Linked DNA regions of Mus musculus: regions 2, 3, 4 and 5 are each linked to region 1. The links are chromatin contacts, called in public ChIA-PET, Hi-C and HiChIP or PLAC-seq maps. All regions are on one chromosome and are shown on one strand. The core of a region is the stretch at or near the end of the contact, and the rest is flanking DNA. Distances in the headings are between cores, read along the strand shown. Region 1 holds the start of Tnfaip3 (tumor necrosis factor, alpha-induced protein 3). Region 2 has its middle 25 kb from the start of Gm40607. Region 3 overlaps Gm40607 (a long non-coding RNA gene). Region 4 has its middle 34 kb from the start of Gm40607. Region 5 holds the start of Perp (PERP, TP53 apoptosis effector).

Region 1 (2,783 bases), core at 170-2,669:
TTTTTGTCACAGGATCAATAAGATTCTATAGAACTTACTCATCAAAGTCTTTCCCCCAGTTTTATTTTTCCACTCTGAACAGATTTTTTTTTTTGTCTGCGATGTGGAAACTTATGTATTATTTATCAACAGATACCTCGGGCAACTGTTGGGAAGTACCCCTCCAAAAAAAGCAAAGCAAAGCAAAACAAAACAAAACAAATCCATACAAAGAACTGCAAAAGATCCAAGTAGCATCTCAGACAATAAGAATGGAGACCGGATCAGTTGCTCAATAATCTGGGACATCAGAAGGCTAACTAACTGTGATCAGTTCTCCAAACGGTGCCCCCACTTGACCAGACTAGCTTTCCAAAGAAAGATCAGAGACCAGGAGAAAACAAAGCATGCTCCAAAAAGAGCTCTTAATACCTCAGCTTTCCTGAGAGGCCAGGTGGCAGGATGTGGGACAACGGACCCGGACTGACAACACACTATCTCAGTGTGGAGTCGGGGCTGCAGCAGGGAGTCTTACATGCCACCTAAAGTGGAGTCCCCAACAAGCAGGCCAGAGAATCATTTCTGCATGCATACTCTTCTTAAACTGTGGCAACTAGAGACCTAGTGGCAATCTCAAAGCACGCCCCTCCCCTCCACCTCCCGCCCCGCAACCCTCCTCCCACAGATCACTGAAAGGTTAGCTGACCGAAGTCTCCAAGTTGGATTTGGTGGCCTCTGAGAAACCCATCCCCTGTTGGGCCAGTTGTGCACAATATGGGAAAAAAGCCCAACGCGGTTCTGCAAGGTCTACGTGCCTATGAACACGCTGCACTTGATTTCCAAGTGGGGGGGGGGTGTCACCCACGACCACACGACCTAGGAACCCAAAAGGTGACTGACTATTCATCAGCCAGCTGCAGCTCCTGTCACCCTGCAGGATCGAAAAGGAATAGCTAGCTAACTAGTCGGCTGAAGAAACTTCGGGCTGTCAACCTAAACACCTGGCACCGGGACCTCAACTCCGGCCAACAATACCCCAACTCCAGGATCCCTGCAAAGCCAGCGCAAGGCAGCTCCACACTGAGCTGGCCGTGCACCCCGAATCTGGCTGGCAGTGCACCCCACTGACCGAGGACCCCCGCATTCTGCTAGCCGTGCACCCCGCAGCCGGAGCATCGCTCACCTCTTGGGGCCGCGCGGAGCCCTCGCAGAGCCCAAGTGGCCGGCCGGCCGTCACTGGCGCGCGCCGCAGCCCGGGATCGTGGTCCGGGTCGTGGTGGGGGTCGGGCCGAGGCGGAGCCCCATGGACACCCGATCGGGCTCGCTGGCTGAGGGGGTGTGCACGTCTTTCGGCGGCCTGGCTCACCGCTCCGCCTCCGGCTCCGAAGACTACAGACTGGGCAGTTCCCTTTTTTGCCTTTCAGTTGTATGCTTTGCCAACAGGGGGATTTCCGATGGAAATTCCAGTCACGTGACCCGCGTGGCGCGCCGCCGACCGGCAGAGGGCGCTCTAAGCCGTGCCCGCCCCGCCCGGAGAAACTCCTAGGTCCCGCCCCGGGGTGTCCCCGCGTGAGTCACCTGGGCATTTCGGAAGCTGCCTTCCACGTCACATCCATGTGGAAATCGCGGTGATGGGAACTGGAAATGCAATAGGTTCTTTTTTATAGCTTCTTTTCTGAAGAAAATCAGCTGTGAAAAGGAAGGGAAATTAGAGAGAAAACCCAAAAAACCACCCAGACACACAGGACCTCAGGCTTGAAGCTTGGCTTTGAAGTCTGGGCTGTGCACGTGATGAGCACTTCAGAAAGAGCCCTCCGCAGGGTCCCGAAGGGAATTGACAGAAAAAGCGGCAGGGTTCTCCAAGCCATGTGTCAGCTTCAGGTTGGATGCAGTGCAGAGTGAGATCAGACCCCATGGTCCTGCAGTTTTTGAGTTACGGGGGGTGGGGGGGGGCAAGGTCAATTTCAGAGAGAATTAGATTCGCCTCCCCCACCCCCACTCCTACACACCCTCCATTTCTCCTTTATTTCCCTGTTCCAAGGAGCGTTTTAAAGTTTAGAAATTTCTTCAAGTTTATTGCTGGCTTTCCCCGATCCTTCTACAGTTGTTTTCTTAAGTATTGTTTGGCTGGCCTGAGAATTAGTTCGCCCCATGAAGCCAATGGAGGATAGCCTTCCACAATGCCCTGATTGATCCCCGACTTGCCTTTCTTGAGAGGGGAGAAAGCTTCGCTTCACTTAGACAGGGGCTTGAGCTCTGCAGAAAGAAGCGAAAATGCTTTTACCTTTCTGGAGAAAGTGGAGTGTGTATGGGGGTGAGGTGGGGTGGGGTGGGGATACTCTCTGCAGAGCTACACACTAGAAACTGAGGTGGCTTCATTCACTGGCCAGGAAGGGCCACTCTGAGAAGGTGACATTGAAACTCTGTGACAAAGAAACCTCCAGGCAGTCTAGAGATAAGACCTCAAGGGTCAGCCACATTTGATACATCAAGGGGCTGAGCAGAGCTCTCTGGGTGGTTGTGCTGGGGCTAGGGTGCAGGGTGTGAGGCTCTTCCCGGAAAGGAGCCGGGATCTGTTTGAGGGACCACGGGAGGTCTGCGGAGTGACCTGATGTTATTTTAAATAGTGTTTAGTGTGATTAATTTACTCTGTGTGTGTGTGTGTGTGTGTGTGTGTGTGTGTGTGTGTGTGTGTGAGTGTGTATCTCTAGGGTCCCCTGGCAGGATTCCTAGAAAATAGCGCAAACCAGATAGAAATACTCAGTGCCACTGGGACTTCAAGTGTGTTTGCCAAGTTGCCAGAC
Region 2 (2,783 bases), core at 86-2,585, 250 kb after region 1:
AAGTGACGTTGTGAGTTCCATATAAAACAAGCACTAAGTGAGTTTGTAAAGGAGACTTTGCTCCAAAAGGAATTACCACCCCATCTACTAAGGCCACTTATTATAAACACAGCCCTGAGAAGATGGCTGGATAAAGAAAGACCTGTGCCTTGTACATTAGGCAAACCCGAGCATGCCATTCAGGGCCCACCCCAAGGACTTCTGGAAAATAGCTCTTCCAACAATAGCTTTGTGGTATTTGTGAGGGCAAGTTAGATAAGAGAGAGAGAGACAGAGAGAGAGAGAGAGAGAGAGAGAGAGAGAGAGAGAGAGAGAGAGAGAGAGAGCCTAAAATGTCGCTTCTGGTATTCAGAGGATTCAGTTGTCAAAACCAGCTTCATACCTGAGACCGAAATTACAAACAAAGCAGGCAAAAAAGGTTGAGCGCTGCTTCCAGCTTCTATTATATAAGAAAACACCAGAGGAGAGGAAAAGATAAAGTTACCACGAGCCAGTTCACAGTGTGGTGTGTACTCTCATGTCTGCCCTTGAGAAAAAAGGTCCGTGCTAGTTACTTGACAAATCCCACTAAAACTCTTAAGGGTTTATCATACCATAGGAAATTCAGATAGGCTCTCTTAGGAGATTTTAAAGTTTGATCAAAAAAAATTCATTGAAATTGTTTTAATTTTAAAATTAAAAGCAAATACTGAATGTAAGACTTCTAGTCTAAGTACCATAAGATCAATTTGGAGTGAACAACAGAATAATGATGGTGGACTTTCTGGTATCTTATCTTTTTTACTGTTTGAGGGGTCTTTGTGATAATGATTCATACAGGAAGATTCATATCTTACTCATGAGTCATTCATTCGTATGAATAACTCCCTGGCTCACACCTGCACCTACTGAAAAGGAAGGAGAAAGTCCCCTCCCCCATCCCTGTGCCTGTAAACAATCAGGAAGTGGGCTAGGACCTGAAATTCTGCTCAGGAGGACTCCAAACCCAGAGGGCATCTGCAGCGTTGCTAGAGTTGATTGTCGCTTTGGAGAAAGGTTGTGGTTAGTAATGATGGTGGTGGTGCTTGGTGAAGGGGAAGTAACTGGTCTTCCGGGAAGACTTAGCATATTTACAAACAGGGAGAGGGTGGGTGTTTTGTTTTGTTTTGTTTTGTTTTGTTTTGTTTTGTTTTGTTTTGTTTTTCTGATTCTTATAGGTATCATGATTCCTTCTTATTCTCCAAGAAGTGTATTTTATCTTGTCTTGCATCATCTGGTTAGCCACAGACGTCATGAGTTGTTTTCCTCTGGCCCAATCATGTGGCTCAGTATTAGAGGGCTTGCTTGCTAAAGCACCATTCCTAGTTAACGTGAACTGAATCTGTATCTGTTGCTTGTAGTCAATGAACCTGACTAAGAGAGAGCCTCTACACAGTGCCTGAGAACGGTCTCCTTTTAACTCTACCAGTTCTACTTGACTGCGTGAGATCGTAAACGGTATCTACCCAGTCCCAATCTCAGGCCTTCCTTACTTTGAATATTTCATAAATATGTTTTAGAACATTCATATATTAGCATATAGATAGAGAAGCACTCCCACTCTGCTAATGTGTAAAAATGAGCAATGCTTTATATAGAAAGTAATTCATAAGGCTAATATGAGTATTATCCTGCAGAAGATCTCCAAGCTCAAGTTCAAATTGTATGTTTTCATTATTATTTCACACTAATGATACTCTTTGTGGACTATGATGATCACTGTTTTGTTTTGTTTTGTTTTGTTTTGTTTTTTCCCCTCTTAGCGCTGATTCTCTCTAGTCACAACTTAACTTCTTGGTTTGTGCACCTATCTCCTTGGACAGTGACATGGGCATAATCCAAATGTACATGGGATACATGAGAGAACAAATGTAGCTCAGATGTGTGGAGTATAGCAGGAGCTTGTATAAAGACTATTAATTTTGCATGGAGTAGGTTGGGGCATTCAGAATCTATTATAGGAAACAAAAGGCTATAAAAGCCAGTTTCTGTTCAGAGACTATAGTGCTGATATCAATACCCAATATGGACTAAGACAACTAACACTGGGCATGGGGGAGCCATAAGACAGCACAAAATGACAGACATTGGCTGTTTAGGAAACCTAAAAGTAAACAGTAATGCAATCTGTCATGTGACATATCTCTGACAAAATGTCACTTTTGTGTAATTCTGTATAAACATGGCTTTGAGGTAAAAAGGTTGGGCCCTTCATATCTGTCAGCCTTTGTTGTCCCTACCTCATTGAGCCAATGTGCCAGTCACTGTGTGTAATCATGCTTACCTATATGAGCCAACTTGTGCTTGGTCTGCTGGCATCTGCCTGCTTAGTGCTGTGTGCTATGAATAATGTATGTCCTAACTGTCTACAATTCCTTAGATCCCCTTCAGCCTCCGTTCATCCCTCCCACAACCCTTCTTCATTGTTGGTTTTGAAGGTTGGACCTCACACTGCTCCATAGTTGAAGTACACATTGGAGTTGGGGTAGGGCAGGGTTCTAGTAGCATGAGATAGATTTGTTGAAGAAAAAAGAACTTGTAAAAGAACAAATTAAAACATGTGACATATAGATGCCAACAGGGTGGGGGAGCATGGGAATAAATATACACAATGATAAGAATCTGTATTTCATTATAAGACGTTTGAAAGGAGTTCCACATTTAGGCAGGATACAACGTAATAAGATTAAAGGTTGTAGACATCTACTAGCAGGAGCAAGATGCAAAATGAGTTAGGAATCAAGATCAGAGAGCCTGGCATGCTA
Region 3 (2,783 bases), core at 73-2,572, 220 kb after region 1:
AAATAGCAAGGATTTTTTCTTTTTTTGGTTTGGTTTGGTTTGGTTTTTAATGAAGCTGAACTTCACTGGGAACTATAACACCTAAAATCCGTATTGCAAATGTCTTCTTGGGCAAACTAATTGCTCAGTGGGTAAAGGTGTCCACTAAGCCTGATGACCCAAGTTAGATTTACAGAACCCACATGGGGGTTATGGCTGGGGGAACCATAATACGTGAGGAACAGTATTAAAGGGTTGTGGCAGTAGCAAGGCTGAGAATCAATGAGTTTTGACATTAGGGTTTCCACCTTCAATATCCCTAATGTCAAATATCAGGAGGGAACTGATGCTTGCAAGGTGTTCTCTGACCTACACACACACACACACACACACACACACACACACACACACACACACACATACACACACACACACACACACACACAGACACGCACACGTGCACGCACACATACACACACACACACACACACATACATACACACACACACACACTCAGACACACACACACACACTCAGACATGCACACGTGCACGCACACACACACACTCAGACACGCACACGTGCACGCACACACACACACACACACACACTCAGACACGCACACGTGCACGCACACACACACATACACACACTCAGACATGCACACGTGCACGCACACACACACACTAATTAAAAATAACAACAGTGCGTTTATTTGTAGATAAACATCATAGGCTGTGTCTTCATTCTATTTCTGTTATCCTTGATAAGGAAGGCAGAGCAGGTATCGCTCCAGCCGCAAGCAGATGAAGTACAGCTGAGAGCTGAGAAGGCTCCTGGACCCTGTTCACCTAACTAATGAGCCCAGGCAAGACACCACACCGCTGGTTACAGAGCAAACTGCCCTATCCCCACAAGCTTTCAGGGGAGCTGGAACAAGGAAGAGAACCCCTAAGCCATTCCAGTGACGTTCTTCTCAACAGATTGCATGAATTTACCCACGTAAAAATGACAAAGAGACAAAAATGAGAAGACAGCAGTATTTTGGATTTTAAGAATAACAACAACAACAAAAAATGTTACTTAGTCACACATAGGCAGTGGTGTTGCATATTTTCATGTCATGGTTATTCATATGGAAAGATTTTATTTCCCTGTACACTGTCACTTATTCTTTGCACAGTTTTCTTCATGGTTTTAATTAGTTAGTTAGTTAGTTAGTTAGTTAGTTAGTTAGGTTGGTTTTTTAGTTTAGAGGAGGGGTGTTGGTTGTTTTTTGTTTTTTCTACCCAGCCAAGTTTTAAATCTGCTCAGTGACCAGAAGAGGGCAGTATGAGCTAACAAAACAGAAACCACGCACCGCACCCTCTAAGCCACTCTGCTTGTTCTGTTCAGACTCTGTGTCACTATCAGGTTTGCAATGTTAACTAAAACACTAAAAACTCATTAAAGACAGGAACGGAAAGGGCAGAGGTGGAGGGACGAAGGGAAGGAGATGGCTTTTTAAACCTCCTTATTGGAATAAAATGAGGTGAAATGGCTGTAAGAAAACGTGTTTAAGCACTTGCTGGGTGTGGACTCTGAATTAAGTGCTGCAAAATTGCTTCCTGGAGGGAGAGAGTAAAGAATTCAGACCACTTTCAACTGGACCTGTTCTTTACAGCCTCTGTTTACCTATTTATTTAATAGAGGCTTTGGGTCCGAAGGCCATGCCAGGACCTGCCTGGGCCCCAGACACTCCAGACCCTACATGGGAATGCGCTGGTGACAAGAAGCATAAAGAATAAAAGCTAAGGGTGAAAATGCAGGTGGTGTGTTCGATGCTTGCTTAAAATGCCTACACACACATGGGTAAAACATGTCTACCCTATAGCCTTAAGGACTGGAAGAAAGAAACGTGCCCTTGATGTATTTGTAAGTTATAGAAAATATAGTTAGAGTAGTTTCTAGGTAGCGCCAGAATACAACTTGGCTTAGTCCCCATCTTTACTGTGGCATATTTGATGGGTGACTCTTCATAGTCTGAGGAGAAAACAGGAGCCAAAGAGTCAGTGTGGTAAACTGTCTCAAATGTTCAATAGTATGTAGTTCAATGGTGCATGCATTAGAAGAAAGCACTGCCTCTTGGTGTCTGGGAAGACTGAGGCAGGTTTGAGATGAAACTCAAGGGATTTTGATGGTAGCAATCAGTAGAACAGAAATACAACAAATGAGTGGGAATTTTAGGTAGAGGAAGCCTAGGTAGGCATGTGGGTTGTGTTTAGCATTGTAGAGAACAATCATTTCTAGCGTCTGGATGCCAGGTCCTTCAGGATGGAGCAAGCAGTCTGCAGGAAGGAGAGGCTGGGAGGGGCAAAAGCAAGCTTAAGAGAAAGAGACATCGCCTAGACAGCTTTGAATACACTGCACATTCACTGTGTGGATTTGATGTGGAACCATTTCCATAAAGACTTGAGCCGCCACGTGCTGTGAACCAAGAAAAAGCAGGGCACCTACAGAAAACATGTTTCCATTATATGTACATGTGTTTGTTTCATATGTGCTATGCAGCTGTACAACGATGTAGAGGGATATTGAAGGTGGAAACCCTAATGTCAAAACTCAGTGATTCTCAGCCTTCCTAGTGCCACAACCCTTTAATACTCTTCCTCATGTATTATGGTTCCTCCAGCCATAACATTATTTTCATTGCTATTTCATAACCATAATTTTGCTGCTGTTATGAATTGTAATGTAAATATCTGTGTTTTCCGGTGGTCTTTGGGGGGTTGTGATACACAGGGTAAGAAGCACTGCATTGTACC
Region 4 (2,783 bases), core at 194-2,693, 190 kb after region 1:
CAGCGTGGGGGCCAGGAAGACACTTAGGGCCTCTGAAAGAACAGCCCATGCTGTCACTGTTGAGCTCTCTCTCCATCCCCTTGTTTTCTTATTTTTATTCTCAAGTATTTAATCTCTTAATTCCATTGTAAATGAAAGTTTTTAAAAGTATTTTTAAGCTGGTTTTTATCTGTATATATGAAATCCATTGACTCTTTTCACCTGATATTTTAAAACATAATTTTATTGCTTATAATATATAATCCTGATATATTAATTCTTTGAAATTTGCTTAACGCATACAATTTACTCTAACAAACCGAAAAGACTTCCTCATAAAATATATTGCTTTAGTGAGGTGACCTGTAATTACATTATTAATTGTGTGTTGTTTCTAGTAAATGTAACCAGCTATTAAACATAGAATGTTTCTAAAGTTAGTTTAGAATTATCTACCTCAGTGGTATTAACTTTTTATTTCAAGCATGTAATTAAGAAGGCTGACACTCAGGGATGGGTCAGCTCAGGTTCCAGTCAGGCTGCAAGATAGACTCCTCTTTTTTAACAGTAACACTCACTAATTCTCAACAGACACCATCTAAGGGATATCAAACACAGGTGCTTGTTTTCTGAAAAACAAAACAAAACAAAACAGCAGCAATGTTTTCCTCTGTCTTCATAAGTTGCTCTTTCCTTGTTGTGAAAAAAAAATTCTTGAGAAAAGCAACAAGGGAGGAAATTTGTATTTTGACTCCCTTCATATGGTTTCAGTCCTTCAGAGACAGTGTAGAACAGTGTGGTGGGAATGAGTAACAGAGGGTCCTCACACCACTGTGGGACAAGAAGCAAAGGGAATGGGGCTAGAAGCAACGAAGAGAACAGTCTTTCAGAACCTAGTCTTCATGACGTATTTCCGGGACACACTTCTGGAATCTCAAACCCAGACCTCATGAAGTATTTTCAAGATTCAGGTGTCACCTCTAGAGACCATCAGCCAGGAAGCAAGCCTCCATAGCTTGAGCCAGTGGGTCAGAGCATTTCTCCTCTCTTCAGTTCCCTTCAGAGACTCCCATTTACTTCAGCACACCGACCTTTTCTGTGCCACCTAAATTGTCAATACGTATTAATAGACAAGTTCACAATATTTGGAAGTGCCACAACATCCATAAAGGTTTTAGATGAATTATACTATAGCTTTATTCACAGCACTTGCACATATTTATGAAATGGAGTACTGAGAACAACTGTACATCACATAATGTCATTTCTGTCAGAGACAGACCACACTCATGACAGTGGCAGGCAGCAGCTTCGGGTTTGTGGTGTCACCACATAGCTTGAGGACATTATTTTCACATGTGTCTAATTTGGTCTCACATTAGTTTCTTCATCATGACACAGAAACTGGCTGCTAACATTGCCAGTAAGAGACCCATGGAGTGAACTGAAAACAAAACTGAAAGTAAAAATCAGTGGTTTGCATTGCTCATCAGGTGGGCGTGTCATGGTCTACTTCAGCTGTGACCCTCCAAGAACAGGAGCAAAATGATAACAGCTATTTAAAAATCTGCTTCATGAAGGCAGTGACAGCAGCAACATCCCAGAAGAAACTATCAGCTATGGAGATAGTATCAGTGACCTGTGTAGATTACAAATAGTGAAGCCCTTTTCCTCTAGCCACTATGATGATCAAGAGCGAAAGGCTTGTTTGTAATGTTCACTGAAAAGGCTAGATGGAACTATGATAATGTGTTTGCTGCAAGCTCTGGGTAGTTCTTAATGACTTCAGAATCATTTACAGTCTGAAACTGAGTGAGTGATGGGTCTGTACATACAGGCGTGTGGTACTTAGGCCTTTACCACTTAGGTCTGTGTGAGTTCAGATGTGCATTTGCACCATGGCAAGACAGCAAACTTAACTGCAAATTTCTCCGAAGGCTCTCCTATTGCCAAGAGACATGTGAGTGTACACGTGCAAGTTACTCCATCGTAGACAGCGTTTTGTACAGAGATAGATTTAGAGCCTTTGTAAGAGCTCCTTACATGCCTCTTCTCTGGAGGCCCCAAAGTACAGGCTGATTACACTTGCCCTGCATGATGACCTGAGTCTATCCCACAGCATTATTAGAAACCAGTATGGCTGTAACACCTAAATGTTCCTGTAAGACCATCTTTCCTATGTATTACATACACCTTCTTTTGAAAGTTTTATACGTGAAGCTGGAGAGATACTCAGTGGTTAAGAGTATATGCTGGACAGCCTGGGACAGGATCCTTTCAGTTTCAGTCTGCAGCAGGAGCTGATACTGTGCCACAGCTCTCCATATCCAAATAATGCCAGGAGAAAGCTGGTCTCCCAGGAGTGCCCAAACATCTGTGAGCACAGGTAAAACCACCCCTTTTGCTCAAATTCTTGACCCAAGAGGGACCCACCCAGAGCCATCAGGACACAGGAACCAAGGAACAGGCAGAGACAGTTTCTATCTGCATCTCAGAGCTGACCCTGTGCCACAGCTCTCCATACCTAAATTCCTCCCAGAGAGAACTGGTCTCCCAGGAGTACTGACACATGGGCTTTCAGGAGGGACAAGCCACAGTCAAAGACAGCAAAACCAGCTAACATCAGAGATAACCAGATGTTGAGGGGTAAGGGCAAGAACATAAGCAATAGAAACCAAGGCTACTTGGCATCATCAGAACCCAGTTCTCCCAGCACAGTGAGCCCTGGATACCCCAACATACCAGAAAAGCAAGACTCTGATTTAAAATCACATTTCATGATGACAATAGGGAAATTTAAGAAG
Region 5 (2,783 bases), core at 83-2,582, 170 kb before region 1:
GATTGATATTAAGGAGTCCCTCTCCACAAAACTGTGGAAATTGTATCACAAGAATGAGGACATAATATAAACATATATATATATGCGTGTGTGTGTGTGTATTCCAAAATTATTCATTAAGACACCAGTGGAAACTCATTTGATTGGTAAAAATACGACTTTTCCACACAGGACATAGCTAGCTAAAATATTTTCATTACGTTTGAAAGCCTTTAGGTCCTAACGTTTAGGGCATACGCACCGCACTTGTCCTGTGGGCAATGAACCTTGCTCAACGTGTATGTGCCTCTGCGGTTTTCAGGACTGAAATGCTTACTGGTTTCTGCTAAGTGAAGGCTGGGTAGTGATATTCTTTGGACTCTGAGACAGATCTTCTCAGTGTTCTTAGTCTATGCGTCCTAGTAACTACTTCTGTTGCGAGCGTCTTGTGTAAGAAGGAAATACCACTGAGTGCTTTCCATATCTTTAAACTGACATGAGGTGTCAGAAGATTTCGGGGCACGGGGTAAAAAGTGAATGCTCTGGTTGATCTCTCCCTGGCCACCATTGACCTGGCACTGGGAATTTGTTTCTCTCAGCGCCACTCCTGGCTGATGCCCCACCCTCCCTGCTACAAGTGAAGATTCTTAGGGACAGAAGCTAGCTCAGGATTTGGGGAGGATTTCAGTTGCTTGTGCATGCTGACACGTGCTTATATTTGAAAAAACAAAAACTGTGTAAAGTAGATAGAAAGGGTAGATGTGTGGGGAACACACTAACTGGGGCAAAGGGAACTGAAGTTATCAACACCAAAGCTACCCGGATTAAGAGACAGCCTCCGCAACCTAGAGTGAGCCACTGGGACCTGCTGGTCACCCAGCCTGAACCACCAGAGCACAGAACATTTGCGTGTCTATGGCAGCAAGAGCCAAGGTCCAAAGGTAGATCCGGGCAGGAAGTGTAGGATCTGCCTGTGGAAGCCAGGGACAGACGCTCCCAGGTTTGAACCCACAAGTCCTTACATTTTAGGGCCCATCATTTATTTCACAGGCTATTGGGATGTCCTGGGCACGGTGCTTGGAGCTCAAGTGTAGCCTTAGCCATGCTCCTTACACTGTGTTAATTTAGGGCAGAGCACAGGCTGGCGCTGGAGTGTCCACAGGTGTGTGCGCTGGGCTGGCGGCAATCTGGTGGGACTGCAGGCGGCTGGAGGCACAGGCACGCCCACCCTGGCGACGAGCCCGGGGCGAGCCTGAGCTCTGCCGCCCGGGTGACCCAGCAGGTCGGGGCGGTGCGCTCTGAGTCACCGGAATCAAGGTGTGGCTGGAGCGCCGCTCCCCCGCCGCCAGCCCGGGGGCCGCGTCTTCGGGGGAGCCGCCTCTTCCTTTAGTCGCGGTGTCAGCGCTCGCAGGACCACTCTTGGCCGCTGCTCCTGCCCGGCGTTCCTCCGCTCCGCGCCCGCCGCCACCGACGACATGCTGCGCTGCGGCCTGGCCTGCGAGCGCTGCAGGTGGATCCTGCCCCTGCTGCTGCTCAGCGCCATCGCCTTCGACATCATCGCGCTGGCCGGCCGCGGCTGGCTGCAGTCTAGCAACCACATCCAGACATCGTCGCTTTGGTGGAGGTGTTTCGACGAGGGCGGCGGCAGCGGCTCCTACGACGATGGCTGCCAGAGCCTCATGGAGTACGGTGAGTGGCCGCCGCCTCCGGGAAGCCCTTGGGGGCCTGAGCTGTGGTAGCAGCTGGAGCTGATCTTTAAAAGGTCAGGGGTAGTGGGTGTTTCAAAGTCCGCTTAGAGTTCAAACTTCAGAAGCAGCAGTTTTGGGTGACCCGAATCAGGCTCAACCCTGAAAGACTCCAACTCATTTAAAAGTAAAGTTTCTCAGTTACCAGTGCAAACTGATGCCAGTCATTGCAAAGTACGTATAAAAATAAATAATATGCCAGGGTGAATTCATTTCATTTCATCTAACTTAAACTTTTTTTTTTTAATCTTATGAGAAAGTCCTTTCAGGCCAAGTAGGAGCAGTTATGATTTAGATAGATATTTCAGTATCTTAGCTGTGGAGCTGTTTCATGTTCATTCTTGTTCTGGGGAGTGGCCTTCGTTGAAAAGTGAATGTTAAGGAAGTTTATCTGAGTCTGATTTAAAATCGGAGAAGTAAACACTTCACTGAAGTTGAGTTGCCACTTTTAACACATCGCAGGGAAACTCTGTACACATCGCAGGGGAACTCTGTTTGCCTCTGCCAGGGAAAGGCCCCAAGTACTTGATTTACAAGTTAGTAGTAGTCTTTGAAAAAACAAAACCAAGAAAAGCCTTTTCTCCCTCAAGCAAGTGTCCCTCCTGTTTAGGATGGAGACAGTAGTGACCAGCAGTGTGTAGGGAGCAGTGTGCAGGCTTTACGGGTCAGTTTGCCCCCTTTAAAGGAAGCAAGTTACTTTTTTTGTTTTCATTCATTTTCTAGATTAACCATAACTTGATTCTTTTCCTAAAGCACCCAGGACTTCTGCCAGACGCTGTTTGGTTTGGGTTCTGGCCCTTATCAGCTTTTTCTCCCTGGAAGAACTTCCTCAGACAGGGAGGCAGGCAATAAAAGGAGAAGACTACAGATATTCCTGCTTGTTTTAAAAGGCCTTTGCTCTACCTAAAAACAGGCATAAATGCTTGGCTTACAGGACTTTCTATTGCTTCGAATCTTTTAGTTCTTACAGGCATTGTGCTGCCTTGGAATAACCTAGCTGTTTCTTAAAATGAATTCAAACTCAAGTCTTTCAGGGGCTATAAGAGGTATGCTTGTAGG

The links. Hi-C and Micro-C count contacts between places; a contact is called where the count stands out from the background. ChIA-PET counts read pairs in DNA pulled down with a chosen protein or histone mark. HiChIP or PLAC-seq counts read pairs in DNA pulled down with a chosen protein or histone mark.
Region 2: a BATF HiChIP or PLAC-seq map of CD8 T cells shows a contact between it and region 1, with 7 read pairs. The contact joins the enhancer-like site here to the promoter of Tnfaip3 in region 1. A contact is called at or near these places in 2 of 39 promoter capture datasets (embryonic stem cells and stem cell-derived epiblast-like cells) and 2 of 115 datasets of contacts at active chromatin or transcription factors (CD8 T cells and stem cell-derived neural progenitor cells).
Region 3: a Hi-C map of the HPC-7 cell line shows a contact between it and region 1, with 2.3 times the contacts expected there. The contact joins the enhancer-like site here to the promoter of Tnfaip3 in region 1. A contact is called at or near these places in 9 of 39 promoter capture datasets (the 3T3-L1 cell line, 3T3-L1-derived adipocytes, the C10 cell line and 4 more), 2 of 15 datasets of contacts at CTCF or cohesin (CD8 T cells and thymocytes), 29 of 484 Hi-C or Micro-C datasets (the AML12 cell line, CD8 T cells, ECoMG-derived neutrophils and 15 more), 16 of 115 datasets of contacts at active chromatin or transcription factors (the 230-238 cell line, CD8 T cells, DN3 thymocytes and 12 more) and 4 of 9 other capture datasets (adipose tissue, bone marrow-derived macrophages, liver and 1 more).
Region 4: a contact with region 1 is called in an RNA polymerase II ChIA-PET map of effector CD8 T cells, with 292 read pairs. The contact joins the enhancer-like site here to the promoter of Tnfaip3 in region 1. A contact is called at or near these places in 8 of 39 promoter capture datasets (the C10 cell line, the HPC-7 cell line, cranial neural crest and 4 more), 2 of 15 datasets of contacts at CTCF or cohesin (CD8 T cells and the NIH/3T3 cell line), 9 of 484 Hi-C or Micro-C datasets (the C2C12 cell line, adipose-derived mesenchymal stem cells, bone marrow-derived macrophages and 6 more), 37 of 115 datasets of contacts at active chromatin or transcription factors (the 230-238 cell line, CD4 single positive thymocytes, CD8 T cells and 23 more) and 5 of 9 other capture datasets (adipose tissue, embryonic stem cells, liver and 2 more).
Region 5: a contact with region 1 is called in an HNF4G HiChIP or PLAC-seq map of pancreatic cancer cells. The contact joins the promoter of Perp here to the promoter of Tnfaip3 in region 1. A contact is called at or near these places in 3 of 39 promoter capture datasets (hippocampal neurons and liver), 11 of 484 Hi-C or Micro-C datasets (B cells, adipose-derived mesenchymal stem cells, cardiomyocytes and 6 more), 6 of 115 datasets of contacts at active chromatin or transcription factors (CD8 T cells, bone marrow-derived macrophages, effector CD8 T cells and 3 more) and 1 of 9 other capture datasets (pancreatic islet).

Annotation. Positions count from the first base shown.
Region 1 is chr10:19,013,991-19,016,773 of GRCm38.p6, forward strand. It overlaps Tnfaip3 (tumor necrosis factor, alpha-induced protein 3), which reads right to left and starts at 1,420. Exons shown (of 9, transcript NM_009397.3): 1 at 1,163-1,420.
Region 2 is chr10:19,267,301-19,270,083 of GRCm38.p6, forward strand. No RefSeq gene overlaps it. Among named protein-coding and RNA genes, the nearest start is that of Gm40607, 25 kb to the left of the region's middle. Within about 2 kb of position 1,336, at least 23 of the 459 cell types and tissues checked have an H3K27ac peak or open chromatin away from gene starts, as enhancers often do. A contact at or near this core is called in CD8 T cells, where this site is marked.
Region 3 is chr10:19,238,884-19,241,666 of GRCm38.p6, forward strand. The region is part of intron 2 of Gm40607 (a long non-coding RNA gene); the gene reads right to left. Among named protein-coding and RNA genes, the nearest start is that of Gm40607, 3.3 kb to the right of the region's middle. Within about 2 kb of position 1,323, at least 14 of the 459 cell types and tissues checked have an H3K27ac peak or open chromatin away from gene starts, as enhancers often do. A contact at or near this core is called in CD8 T cells, the HPC-7 cell line, the P5424 cell line and 2 more, where this site is marked.
Region 4 is chr10:19,208,523-19,211,305 of GRCm38.p6, forward strand. No RefSeq gene overlaps it. Among named protein-coding and RNA genes, the nearest start is that of Gm40607, 34 kb to the right of the region's middle. Within about 2 kb of position 1,444, at least 57 of the 459 cell types and tissues checked have an H3K27ac peak or open chromatin away from gene starts, as enhancers often do. A contact at or near this core is called in CD8 T cells, effector CD8 T cells, embryonic stem cells and 4 more, where this site is marked.
Region 5 is chr10:18,843,739-18,846,521 of GRCm38.p6, forward strand. Perp (PERP, TP53 apoptosis effector) reads left to right here and starts at 1,333. Exons shown (of 3, transcript NM_022032.4): 1 at 1,333-1,668. The coding sequence starts at 1,455.